Regions from separate parts of the Sus scrofa genome. Here all the other regions are linked to region 1. The links are chromatin contacts, called in public promoter capture Hi-C maps. All regions are on one chromosome and are shown on one strand. Each heading gives the region's core, a stretch centred on a gene start, on an enhancer-like site or on the middle of the called end of the contact. The rest is flanking DNA. Distances are from core to core; before and after follow the strand shown. Region 1 holds the start of CCNL1 (cyclin-L1). Region 2 holds the start of PTX3 (pentraxin 3). Region 3 overlaps LEKR1 (leucine-, glutamate- and lysine-rich protein 1).

Region 1 (4,527 bases), core at 902-3,401:
GGTCGATAGTGAGCGAAACTTCCGAATAGAGGCGGTCGCCGATCAGGATTCCTCCCGTCGTGGTCGTCGTCGTAGTCGTCGTTCCGGAGCTGGAGCCGCCCGCGCTCGGGACGGCCGACGAAGCGGCGGCGGCAGCAGTCGCGGTCGGGTGAGGCCCGGACGCCATAGTCTCAGCGAGCTGCACGCACACCCAACGCAGCCGGAACCGGAGTGAGACTAACCAGCGTTCTCGGCGCGACGGATATTCCCGTGACCGCCGGGTTCTGAGACGCTTCACGCAGCGTGCGCCTCCGCCCTGACGTCACCACGCCCATCCAGTGCGCGCCAACTAGTCCCTTCAGGCCAGGTGTCCTCCCGCGGCTCCTCTGTCCGCCCAGAGTGGCCCCCACCGGGAGGGAGTCTAGGGTGACTTCTCCGCTGAGACCCCAGAGTGGTCGAGGGAACTGTCAATTTGGATAAACCAGGTCTAAACCGCCTGTTTGTAGTATTTTAACCACAAGAATAATAAGGGGGCTTTACGAGATAGCCAAGTTAGAGTTCTCAAGGTTTACTACTATAATAACCCTGGCGCTAATTTGATAATTTGTCTAGAACGTGGATCTCTTTGCTCCCGTCTCTACCTCATCTAACTTTTCGCGTTTGGATGACTCGGGTTCAGCGAGTAGAAAGGGAAGCATCAGGACGAACGACCTTCGCCGGCATTGGCTGGTGGAAATGGTTACTCTGATGTCCTGTATGGACGAACTTGTAATTTAAAGTGACCCACAAGGAATCTGGAAAGGGCTGCTTTACAGTATTTTTGGGAAACAGGCTTGTGAACTACATCGGTTCAAAAAAAAAAAAAAAAAAAAAGCTGTCAGATGAGCATGTGGTTCCCAGAGGTATCTAAGTATGGCGAGGGATTCGTATTGACTGGGAGAGAGACTGCTTTAGCAGCTTCGCTTGCGAAACTCGGGCCTGAGCTAGTGACAAGCCACAGCTTTCACTAATCTGGAAAATCCCTAATTTCCAAAAATAGTTTTAGGTCGAGACTTTACAGAGGTAATTTGATTATGCCCGGCAGTCTATGTATTCATGGAGGTTACTGCAATTAGGTAGTATGGGAGAAATCAATCTCTTTATATGTATTTTTCCCTCTCTGATATTAGCAATTCTCCAAATTTCCTCAAATTTGAAATAAAAACAATGATACTGATCCAAACTACCACAGGCTAGAGTGGGAGGAAAAAAGAGTAGATCTTGTTTAAAAAAAAAAAAAAGATTCTGTAAACTGAATCATTTTGCTGTACAGAAAAAATTAACACAAGGTAAATTCAGTTAAAAGAGAGTAGATCTTTGTTTACTCCTTCTGTGTCTAGACCTTGGAGACATTGTCCAGGAATGAGAAGCCCCATCATCTTTCTATCACATAGTTCAATTTTAAGGTTTAATTATGAGAAATGAATTAAAACTTGGATCCATAGAGCAAAAGGAATTTGAGTACACTGCAATATTTGTTAGTGATGTCTCTAAAGCAAAACATATTCAAAAACTCATTTTAAAAAAAGAATTCAATCCACCTTACTTTGTAAAGATTTACATCAGTATTTCTGAACCCTAGCTGCACATAAGTATCTTCAGAGGAGTTTAGGGCTGCACCCGAGGTATATGTAAGTTCCCAGGCTAGAGACGGAATTGGATCTACACCATAGCCACAGCAATGCCAGGTCTGAGCCGCATGTGCAGCCTATCCCACAGCTCACAGCAACACCAGATCCCTGACCCACTAATTGAAGCCAGGGATCAAACCCGCATCCTCATGGATACTAGTCGGATTCCCTTCTTTTGAGCCATGATGGGAACCCCCAGAGAAGTTTTTAAAACATACTGATTATGCTTGAGCCTGAATTGTAGGGGTTGATGTAATGGATCTGGGGTTGACCCAGCCAGTGGTTATTGGAATGTTCAGCCAGGATTGAGAAACAGAGCTCCAAGAGAGTGTAATTCTGGTGCTAGCTGAAATACTTGACCTCGTTGCACGTTACCTTCACCTGTCTGACTAAGCTGCTTCCAGGGAAGTTTCCCTCTCCAATATTCAGGAGGGATTATAACAGGAGTTCCCATAGTGGCATAGTGGAAACAAATCTGACTAGGAACCATGAGGTTGCAGGTTTGATCCCTGCCCTCGCTCAGTGGGTTAAGGATCTGGCATTGTCGTGAGCTGTGGTGTAGTTCGCACATGCAGCTTGGATCTGGGGTTGCTGTGGCTGTGGTGTAGGCTGGTGGCTACAGCTCCCAATTCAACCCCTAGCCTGGGAACCTCCATATGTGGCCCCAAAAAGACTAAAATAAAATAAAATGCTGTAACAGACTTTGAAAGCTCTTCTTATTTATTTTTGGCTGCACCATGGCATATGGAAGTTTCTGGGCTGGGGATTGAATCTGAACCACAGCTGCCACCTATGACACAGCTGCAATGTCAGATCCTTAACCTGCTGAGCCACAGTGGGAACTTCAATACAATTCATTTTTAAGACTTTTTTTTTGGCTGCACCCACAGTATGCAGAAGTTCCCGGGCCAGGGATCAAGCCCAGGCCACAGTAGTGACCTGAGCCGCAACAGTGACAATGTTGGATCCTTAACCCGCTGAGCCACCAGGCAACTCCAAGACTCTTTCTTTTCTTTTCTTTTTTCTTTTTTTAGGGCAGAACCTGTGGTATATGGAGGTTCCCAGGCTAGGGGTTGAATCAGAGCTACAACTGCTGGCCACAGCCACAGCCACAGCAAGATCAGATACGAGCCATGTCTGTGACCTACACCATAGATGACAGCAATGCTGGATCCTTAACCCACTAAGCAAGGCCAGGGTTTGAACCTGCAATCTCATGGGTCCTAGTTGGATTTGTTTCCGCTGCGCCACAACAGGAACTCCCAAGACTATTTCTTAATGGAACATTTTTCTAATATTTAGAGTCTCCCACCATGCCTCACCAAAAAACTGTCTTGGTGATGTCTTGATATATTTTATAATATATTTTTTTAATCTCTAGGTCCTTGATTAATTGAAGAAAGTTAACAAGAATTGAAGTGAGAAGTTCTGGGAGAAGGAGGAGTACTTGCTCTACTCTTGATATCTTTTCCCTATAGACCACTGTTTCCCACCTCCTGTGTTTGGCAATCATTTCCAGAAGCACAGAACCACTGAGACTATTCTACAACTTTCTGTCTGTACCCCAGATTATATCCAATAGATATGATTATATTCACTGTTCTTCTTTTCAGCCTCAACAAAAGTGGTAGAGGAGATGGGCCAACATTTTATACGCTTAGCATTAACGCATCAAACTATGACGGTGTTTTAAATTTTGACTTCTTGGGCATTCCCATTGGCTCATTAAGAACCCAAGATAGTATCCAGAGGATGCAGGTTTGGTCCCTGGCCCTGCTCAGTGTATTAAGGATCTGGCACTACTGCAAGCTGTGGTGTAGGTATAGACCATGGATCCAGTGTGGCTGTGGCTGTGGTATAGACCAGCAGCTGTCCAATTCAACCCCTAGCCCCAGAACTTCCATATGCCACAGGTGTGGCCCTAAAGAGAAAAAAAATTAATTTTAACTTGTTTAAAAAAAAAATTCATGACAGGTATTCCCACTGTGGCTCAATGGGATTGATGGCATCTCTGCAGCACCAGCATGAGGGTTTGATCCCTGGTCTGGCATAGTGAGTGGGTTAAAGGATCCAGTGTTGCCACAGCTGTGGTATAGAAAGGACTGGGATGTAAAAAAAAATTTTTTTACTCTTCTTTTAATAGTCAAGTTCCAAGAAAATCATGGTTATTTCTGAGTTATATTGAAAAAAAATTTGTTTTTCCATGTACCTACTTCCAAAGTATCAACATTAAAATGTGGAAAGATGGAGTTCCCATTGTGGCTCAGTGGGTTAAGGATCTGGTCTTGCTGCAAGCTGGGGCATACATTGCAGATGCTGCTCAGATCTGGTGTTGCTGTGGCATAGGCCTCAGCTGCAGCTCTGATTCGATTCCTGGCCTGGTAACTTCCATATGCCACAGGTGTGTTCATAAAAAGAAAAACAAACAAAAAAAGTCAAAAGACTAACAACTATTGAGTTATAAGGGACCTAGAATTGGAAAGGGTAAAGCATATGTTTTAATTGTATAAAAGCTTTAGTAGCAATGAGTTAGGCAAGTGAGACTGTTCTATTAGGAAAGTAAATGATTGAGTTGTCACTCAAAGAAAAAAAGGAATGATAAATCTGTAATACATATTGTATATTCTTTTTCAACAGAAGTGCTGCTAGTAGACCCTGAGTGCACTCATTTCTAAAAGGAAATTAATGATAACTGAAGTTGCATTTTTACTTATTAAGACCTGCAGACTTTGGATGATGGATGATTGAAGAGACAAATGCAATTATCTGTGGCCTCCCTGGGGCCACTATTCCTGATTTTTAAATTAGTTTTCATTTCATTAGTCTATGCAGACTCTCAAGGAGGCATACTTCTCATTATTATTTAAACTTTCAAGTT
Region 2 (4,250 bases), core at 553-3,052, 270 kb after region 1:
ATCTAAGTTTCTAGACATTCTCTTCAGCTTTGCCTGATTTGTCATTTAATCAATTTCTTGAGTTTTCTTAAAATTTCAATTAACTTTGTTTTTAATTCTAGAAGTTATGTTGGTTTTTTTTTTTTTTAAATAGGCCTAGACTTTTTTTTTTTTTTTTTGGACAGTATCTTTTTCTTTTTTCATGTTTCCAATTCCTTCTTGTAGATCTTAAGTCCTTTTAAACAGTTATTTTGTAGTTTTTAGCTGATATTTTAATTACATGAAATTCTTGAGGGATTGGTATCTAAACCTTTTTGGTTTCTGCTGGTTCTTATTATGGCTTTCTCATATGTTTAAGTATTTTTTATTATGAATATATTTTTACTGTGGCAGACAGTAAACATCTGAATCTTGAACATGTATGAGGGCAGGCTCAAAGTCACAAACTCTTAGGGACCCTGTAAAGTTCAGTCAAAGAGAGACAGGCTTACCTCTCACTTTCTCGGGCTAGGGCAGAGAGTGGGGCTACAGCTACTGAAAGCCAATATGTAACTCCTCACCCTGGCCTAAGCCTTGCTCCACCATGGCCATTAATATTTGGTAATTACAGAATGGATAACCTTTCCCCCCACTTCACCTCCCATCCAGGAGGAGCTTGACATCAGCTCCTGGGCTTACTGGTCTGTTTGTGCTTCCCTCTCTTTGGCCTCTGGATATTTCCCTTTCTTTATTGGGAGCTTATTTGTACATTTGAAGTTTTTATTATTATCCTAACGTAAACACATTTCTAGGTGTTTGTTCAGGACAGTTTTCAGATTACACTGATTTCTATGTATTGGCAGAAGCAGGAATCCCTAAATTTAAAGTTTACTTTGACTCTAAGCCTCACGAAATATTAATTTCCACATAATACCAGGCTATGAAAAGAAACATACCTAAAATCAGTTATTCCTTTTCCCTAGCTCCTTCTCATTTTAGGTTTACCAGTTTTGCTGGGTTTGTCAAAAAATAAAAAATAAAAAAGGTGTTTTGGAGTTCCCTTCGTGGCTCAGCGGTAACAAATCCAACTAGTATCCATGAGGACGCAGGTTCTAACACTGGCCTCACTCAGTGGGTTAAGGATCGAGGTGTTTCAGTGGGTTGTGGTATAAGTTGCAGATGTGGCTAGATCCCGTGTTGCTGTGGCTCTGGTGTAGGCCGGCAGCTAAAGCTCAGATTCAACCCCTAGCCTGGGAACTTCGGTATGCCACAGGTGCAGCCCCAAAAAGACATTAAAAAAATGTTTATAAAAGTATAGCTGCAACTCCAGAAGTTTTTAAAGACAGTAATTCTGAATGGACTTGGCTTCTAGAGCCATACAAATCCTTACTGTGTTGGTTTATCTTGAAATCAGAAAATAACTCTCAGAGCTTAGACCTGTTAAATGTGTACAAAGAAAATGTGAAACAAAAGTTTTCTATACACAAAAGGTTGTGAAATAATGAGCGTACACAAAATGCTGAAATGATGCTCTTGTTTTCACACCTCTCTGCCTATTGAATTATTTCTCTCCCTAATCCCCTTCCCTCCCTCTCATCCTGCAGTGCTACCAATTCAAGTTACAACAGCTAATCCTCACAGGGATAGTCCTAGCCCAGTTTTCCCCCTTCTTTCCCCTCTGACCCTCCTCCAATTAATCTGATGGCAGTGTAAATCTTTGTGGTTTACTATTGTGCAACGTCTCCTTCGCCCTCCCACCCAGCCCCCTCCCCCCAAAATCAGGGGAACTCCCGTTAACGCAGTGCCACTGGCATTACTCATTCATCCCCATTCAGACTCTCCCCAGCATTTATTAAGGGCTCTCAGCTCCTGCCTCTCACTCTCACTCTCCTCTGGCTCCTTCTCTGTTCATTTGAAAGCCTCTTGCCTCACACCCTCCCGCCAGCTGTGGGAAGAACTTTTGTCTCTTCAGCAATGCGTCTCCCAGCGATTCTGTTTTGTGCTCTCTGGTCTGCAGTGTTGGCCGAGAACTCCGATGATTATGAGCTCATGTATGTGAATTTGGACAACGAAATAGACAATGGACTCCATCCCACTGAGGACCGTAAGTTCATTTAACTATTTCTCTGCTAACCTTAATTACATATCCACCTCTCTGTGTCTAAACATTATACATATATTTTGAAGTCAATGAAATAAGGAATTTTTTTTTCTTTTTTCTTTCTTTTTTTTTTTTTTTTTTTTGCAAAAGAGAGAAGCATGTTAGGAAAGGGGGAGGTTTCAAAAAGTTATTTCTGTCATAGAGATATAGTGGGTTGAGCCCTATGAAATCGCTGATATTCGACTGTTTTGAGCCCTACGAAGAGCAGTTTCAATTGAGTTCAACTTAATATATGCTTGCATGGTTTCTGTCATTCTCGAGATATTTACATGCTGCTTTTTTGGAAGTGTTCTTAAAGGGAAGGGGGGTGCTGGAGATGGGCTGTAACTTGGGATCTTAGAGGAAAATCGGTGTTTTACAAAGCACACCCGAGGAAGGCCTGGGCAGGCAGTAACGCTTATGTGTTCTGTGCTCTAGCCACGCTGTGCGACTGCAGTCCAGAGCACTCTGAGTGGGACAAGCTCTTCATCATGCTAGAGAACTCCCAGATGCGGGAGAGCATGCTTCTGCAGGCCACCGATGACATCCTCCGGGGCGAACTGCAGAGGCTGAGGGCCGAGCTGGGGCGGCTGGCAGGCAGCCTGGCGAGGCCTTGCGCACCGACAGCCCCAGCGGAGGTCCAGTTGGCCCGGGCGCTGGACGAGCTGCTGCAGGCGAGCCGCGACGCTGGCCGCAGGCTGGAGCGCCTAGAGGAAGCTGGGACTCCGCAGCTGCAGGAGGAGGCGGGGCGGACCCTGGGCGCGGTGCTCGAGGAGCTGCGGCGGACGCGGGCTGACCTCCGTGCAGTGCAGGGCTGGGCCGCGGGGCGCTGGCTGCCAGCAGGTAAGGACTGCGTGGCTTTGTTCTCAGAGCGCGCGTTGTGGGAAGCCAAGACTAGGAGAGGTATTGGTGGGAAGAAACACAAACACACACCATACTCTCCAGCACGGTCACAGTGGTCAGATACACGATACAACGCGGGAGAATTGCTTTCATAAGTACTCTCCAGTCTCGAGGAACCGAGAAAATAGCTGTGCATGTAACCATTACAGTCTTGAAATATAAGTCTAGGGCCTCTGGACTGACACCCGATCCAACCAGGCGTTGCAGGAGCTCTACTGGCCGGTTATAGCCATAACCTCTCTGGCTGTGCAGCTTCCCTCCGTTAGGGATTTCCACTTCTTCTAATTTTAGCCGGCCTCCTTCTTTAGGGGAGCTCTGGTTCCTCGCTATTTCAGGGCCCAGTCTCCTTTTTAGGGATGTTTTCCAATCCCTGGGCTAGCCCTTTCTTCCTGCCAGTTCCCAATAAGAAACTTGAAGCTGAAACTGACCTCCTGAGGGGTCCTCTCAACGCTGGGGTCTGTGAAATGAATCGAGGTCCGAGGGTGTGAGGTTTCGAATAAAGCAGGGGCTGAGGGATCCAAAGTGGGACAGTGAGATGTAGATGTAGGAGCCAATTGGTACGCTGGCGCCACCCCCAGGGATGTGGAGGATCAGGATGAAACAGGAGAGAGGCCAGTTCAAACCAGATCTGTCAAAGTCCCATGTGATATTATGTGAATTTACACACACATGTGGGCCCAAAATAATACATTTTAAAGACGGTTCAAGGAATAAAGAGAAGATACGGAGCCAAGTTAAACTCCTTTATAAGTCAAAATCTTTAAGAAATGGTGATGTAGCAATCGTTTGTGGATTACATTAGAAAATCTGCGCCCTAGGTAAGAAGATATAACTTAAACTTTCATGAGCAGAAAACAACTGCAAACAGTGCCACCCTTTATGTCCAATAAAGCAACTCCTATTGGATGGGGTAGGAGGAAGAATCAAGCATGTGTGAGAGCATGTTTCATTTAAAGTTGCAGAAACCATACCAGAATGTCATCTTTCCTAAATATCTAAGGACTGTTTATCAGTACAAAGCTTATTTTTTAAAAAATATTGAAAGCAGGATTTCAGGGAGAAAAAAATCATAAAATCAAATATACAACAGATCCTCAATGTAAGCCACAAGAAGACAAACTAAAATTCTTTGGCCCTTTTAATGGATGAAATTTGGTTTTTTGCAAATCATTTAAAATCACTATATGTAACACATACTAGAAAAACAGAATTATGCTAATTTTCACCTTAACCTCTGCTTATTGGGTAA
Region 3 (4,610 bases), core at 636-3,135, 340 kb before region 1:
TTTTTCAGACCTAAGTTAGGTGCATTTATACAACAAGTAGTTATCAAGTGCCTATAATGTGCCAGACACTGTTTTGTGTATTTGATTTTAAGACAACCAAAAATGTACACATGCATCTTGGTCTAAAGATGTCAGTTACTTGTTTTCTATACCTTCTTACCTGTATTTGATTCCTCTAGATGGTACATAATGTAACTTGTTGGATTGTTTAGTGATCGGGCAGAATATCTATTTAGTCAGCTTGCATAATCATTCTATACATAATTATGTTAAATAAATTATATAGCTTATAATAATAATAGGAGTACTTCACATTAGAACCATTATTTCATTACTTATTTTTCATAATGGCTTGGGAATTATACTACATTTCTTTTTTATTTTGGCCACCCTGCGGCCGTGGATCAGATCTGAGCCACAGCCGTGAACTGAGCCACAGCTGTGGCAACACTGGATCCTTAACCCACTGTGCTGAGCCAGGGGATCAAACCCATGTCCCAACACTCCCAAGCCACTGCTGATCCCATTGCGCCACAGGAGGAGCTCCTGTTACATTTTATTGGATAAAAATGGACATAGGAGGGTGGATTGGTATATAATGACAGAGCAGAGAGTCTTTAAAAGGCTTTTTTTTTTTTTTCCTTATTCTTCTGTTTACTTTTTGTGTTAGTTTTTATGCTGGCTCTTTTTCTAGGAATCCCCTGCTGCATTTCCTTTTTTTCCGTGTATAGTCAAGAAAGGTTTGAGTAGAAATCAGGGAAGAGAAGGTGAGGGGAGCCTTTCCTATTCATTTCTTTCTGTAATTTTCTGTATGATATAGAAGGGGGATGGTTGATGAATTGCATAAAAGGTAAGTGATAAAGGAAATGAAAATGGCTGTAGTATTAATGGCAAAATAGGTAGCAGTAGAAAGAGTTACAAGAAAAAAATAAATGTGGGGAGATGGCCACTGAAGGGAAAATGTGGAGAAGCATGCTGATGACAATAAGCCCTAGTTATCTAATCAGGCAATCACCCATTGCCTGATTAGAAAGCAAAAGATTGTTAAATCATCTCCCTCTGGTCTCATCTTCTTAGGGAATCTTAGGAAAGAAAGAATAAGATAATCTTTTGACTACCGCTCCCAGATCTTTTTGCTTTTTCTTGCAATTTCTGACTGAGCATAAAACATGTTTCAGACTTCCATCTCCTCAAGTGGCAGAAAATGTAAAACAGGCCCGTGGGCTAGATGGCAAGACTGCATCTTCCCCTCTGCTGCTAGACTCTACAGTTTACTTACGTTATGTTCTTAGGTCGTATCTCTAAATCTGCTCTCTAGACTGAGCTGTCTCCTACCAACCTATCTCTCTGACCTCCGATAAGCAGCAGCTTTGTTTGTTTAAATTTTCATCCAGCATTCTGAAAGCAGAATGCACTTGTAATGATAGTACAGTTCTGTGTTTAGGATTTGATTGCCACAACTTAAAACTAAAACAACACTTACAGATCAGTAAAGTAATAGTTCTATATCTCTTTCCCTCCTAAATGCCCACCAATTTTATGGACATGTGGACTCCTCCTTTTAGTAAAAAAGCAATGATTAATTTTCTTTTTTGCTGTTTTTTGCTAGAGAACATACACAGAAGTCAGAATAACCTCAACAAATCAGTGGAAAAGTCTGTTATTTTGCAAAAGTAAAACTGATCTCTTGTTTTTTTAAATGGTGACAAAATGAGCACTTGTAATAGGGTTTTAGCTTCAGGAGATATTTATTACCACAGGACACAAAGTAAAATAAAGAGACCAGAGTTGTTTATTTTACAAAACAGAAGTGGCAGTGCAAGGGCTGGAGAGCACACTGTTCTTTCTGGGATAACAATCCCTTTCCCTACCAGTAACAGCTCATTTTGTCCTGTTTCAGTAAAGTAATTTTAGTACTTTGGAACTTTGAAATTTATTCAGAATAACAGTTTTATATTTCCAAGCACAAATTGTCAGTGCCAGAAAAAATAAACTTAATTTTCCAGGTCATTTTGGGCCAGTGTGGCTAGGGTCAAATTTTGTGTTAAAGTAGAGAAAAAAGAAAAAGAAAAATCGTCATAGAAACGTTAGCGCTAGTATCCTGGGAAAGAAGTGGTATATGTATGTGTGTATGGGTATGTGTGTTGTGTTTTTAAGTAATTGTAATTTTTAAAGTAATAACAAAAGAGATGGGAAACTAAAATTTTTGGGGGGACTCATCACTTAATATTGTGATCCACGATAGTACTTCACTAGGGAAAACAGGTTTTTTTTTTCAGTTATTATGAATATTAAAAAATATGCATTTGTTGTTTTGTAGTCCAGAATACTTTTGCAGGCGGGTCATAGAGTTTACTAAGGTGAGGTTTTCTGGAAAAATAGGTGTTGGGGGAAATATACTTTGGAAGCATACTTAGATAAACCTAGGTGTGTCATGTATAGTTTAGGTATGAAGCCAACATTTTCAAAAATTGCTCAATAAAATTTCTTTATGGATTTCTCTGGTATTTTAGCCCCAGGTTTATTTATTTTTATATTTTATTATTTTTAAATCAAACTTTTTATTTTATTCATATGCAGTTTGTGAGAAGTGATACCAAGAAATCTCATGTACCCTTTCCCCTGCTTTCCCCAGTGGTAACATCTGGTGAAACTATACTGCAATATCACAACCAGCATATGAACACTGATACAGTTAAAATGGTTCTGTCACAACAAAGACTCCTCCTGTTGCCCTTATATAAATAGCTACATTCACCTTAACTCCTCCTTTCACACACCTCCACTCCACTCTGCCCCCCAATTCATGTCCCTGGCAACCATTAATCTGGTCTCCAATAATTTTGTCATTTCAAGAATGTTATAAAAATGGAATCATGCGATATACAGTGTTTGGTATTTTTTTTTCCATTCAGTGTAATTCTCTGTAGCTTTGTTCAGGTTGTGTCATGTATCTGCACTTTTTTTCCCCTTTTTTATTGCTGAGTATCATTCTGTGGTATGAATGTGCTACAGTTTGCTTTACCTGTTGAAGAACATCTGAATTTTTTCTAGTTTGGGGGTATTATGTATAAAGCTCCTACAAATATTAGTGTATAGGTTTTTATGTCAACATGTTTTTATTTTCCTGGAATAAATGCCTGAGTACAATTGCTAGGTTGTTTGGTAGATGCATGTTTAGTTTTCTAAAACACTGACAAACCTTTCCAGAGGGCTATAGCATTTTACATCCTCACCAGCAGTGTACGAGTGATCCAGTTTCTCTGTATTTTCAGCATTTGATCTTGTCATTAGATTTTATTTATTTCTGTTTTTTTTATTACTCAAATGAATTTATCACATCTGTAGTTGTATAATGATCATAACAATCCAATTTCACAGGATTTCCATCCCACAACCCAAGCACATCCCCCCACCCCCCAAACTGTCTCCTCCAGAGACCATAAGTTTTTCAATGCCTGTGAGTCAGCATCTGTTCTGAAAAGAAGTTCAGTCTGTCCTTTTTTCAGATTCCACATGTCAGTGAAAGCATTTGATGTTGGTGTCTCAATGTCTGACTGACTTAACTTAGCATGATAATTTCTAGGTCCATCCATGTTGCTAAAAATGCCAGTATTTCGTTCTTTTAATGGCTGAGTAATATTCCATTGTGTATATGTACCACCTCTTCTTGATCCATGCCTCTGTTGATGGACATTTAGGTTGTTTCCATGTCTTGGCTATTGCAAATAGTGCTGCAATGAATATTGGAGTATATGTGTCTTTGTGAGTCGGTGTTTTCTCTGGATAGATGCCCAGGAGTGGGATTGCTGGATCAAATGGTAGTTCTATTCTAGGGAATCTCCGTCCTGCTTTCCACAGTGGTTGCACCAATTTACAATCCCACCAACAGTGTACTAGGGTTCCTTTTTCTCTACATCCTCCCCAGCACTTATTGTTGGTAGACTTTTTGATGCTGACCATTCTGGCTGGTGTAAGGTGGTACCTCATAGTGGTTTTGATTTGCATTTCTCTAATAATGAGTGATGTTGAACATCTTTTCATGTGTTTTTTGGCCATCCATATGTCTTCTTTGGGTAACTCTCTGTTTAGATCTTCTGCCCATTTTTTGATGGGGTTTGTTTTTTTGGTATGGAGCTGCAGAAGTTGTTTATAAATTTTGGAGATTAATCCCTTGTCAGTTGAATCACTTGCAAAGATTTTCTCCTATTCTGTGGGTTGTCTTTTCGTGTTGTTTAGGGTTTCCTTTGCTGTGCAGAAACTTTTAAGTTTAATGAAGTCCCATTTGTTTATTTTTATTTTTACTGTCAGTACTCTAAGAGGTGGATCTGAGAAGATGTTGCTGTTGTTTATGTCAGAGAGTGTTTGGCCTGTGTTTTCCTCTAAGAGTTTTATAGTGTCTAGTCGTATATCTAGGTCTTTAATCCATTTTGAGTTTATTTTTGTGTATGGTGTTAGGGAGTGTTCTAATTTCATTCTTTTCCATGTGGCTGTGCCATTAGATTTTAAAACCTTTTTTTATTGACATATAGCAACTGATGTACAAAATTATGTTTCAGGTGTACAGCATAGTGTTTTACAATTTTTAAAGGTTATACTTCATTTATAAT

What was found. Promoter capture Hi-C pulls out the DNA fragments that hold promoters and counts their contacts.
Region 2: a contact with region 1 is called in a promoter capture Hi-C map of fetal liver, with 4 times the contacts expected there. The contact joins the promoter of PTX3 here to the promoter of CCNL1 in region 1. A contact is called at or near these places in 2 of 5 promoter capture datasets (fetal liver and fetal skeletal muscle), 1 of 47 Hi-C or Micro-C datasets (skeletal muscle) and 1 of 2 datasets of contacts at active chromatin or transcription factors (skeletal muscle).
Region 3: a promoter capture Hi-C map of fetal liver shows a contact between it and region 1, with 3 times the contacts expected there. The contact joins the enhancer-like site here to the promoter of CCNL1 in region 1. A contact is called at or near these places in 1 of 5 promoter capture datasets (fetal liver), 2 of 47 Hi-C or Micro-C datasets (liver and retroperitoneal adipose tissue) and 1 of 2 datasets of contacts at active chromatin or transcription factors (skeletal muscle).

The regions. Positions count from the first base shown.
Region 1 is chr13:97,002,250-97,006,776 of Sscrofa11.1, forward strand. CCNL1 (cyclin-L1) reads right to left here and starts at 2,152. Exons shown (of 11, transcript XR_001300397.2): 1 at 1-2,152. VEPH1 (ventricular zone-expressed PH domain-containing protein homolog 1) reads right to left here. Exons shown (of 26, transcript XM_021069713.1): 15 at 1-443. The coding sequence ends at 171.
Region 2 is chr13:97,271,792-97,276,041 of Sscrofa11.1, forward strand. PTX3 (pentraxin 3) reads left to right here and starts at 1,803. Exons shown (of 3, transcript NM_001244783.1): 1 at 1,803-2,062; 2 at 2,537-2,941. The coding sequence starts at 1,933. The region is part of intron 5 of VEPH1 (ventricular zone-expressed PH domain-containing protein homolog 1); the gene reads right to left.
Region 3 is chr13:96,657,991-96,662,600 of Sscrofa11.1, forward strand. All of the region lies in intron 3 of LEKR1 (leucine-, glutamate- and lysine-rich protein 1), which reads left to right. Among named protein-coding and RNA genes, the nearest start is that of LEKR1, 19 kb to the left of the region's middle. Within about 2 kb of position 1,886, at least 11 of the 83 cell types and tissues checked have an H3K27ac peak or open chromatin away from gene starts, as enhancers often do. A contact at or near this core is called in fetal liver, where this site is marked.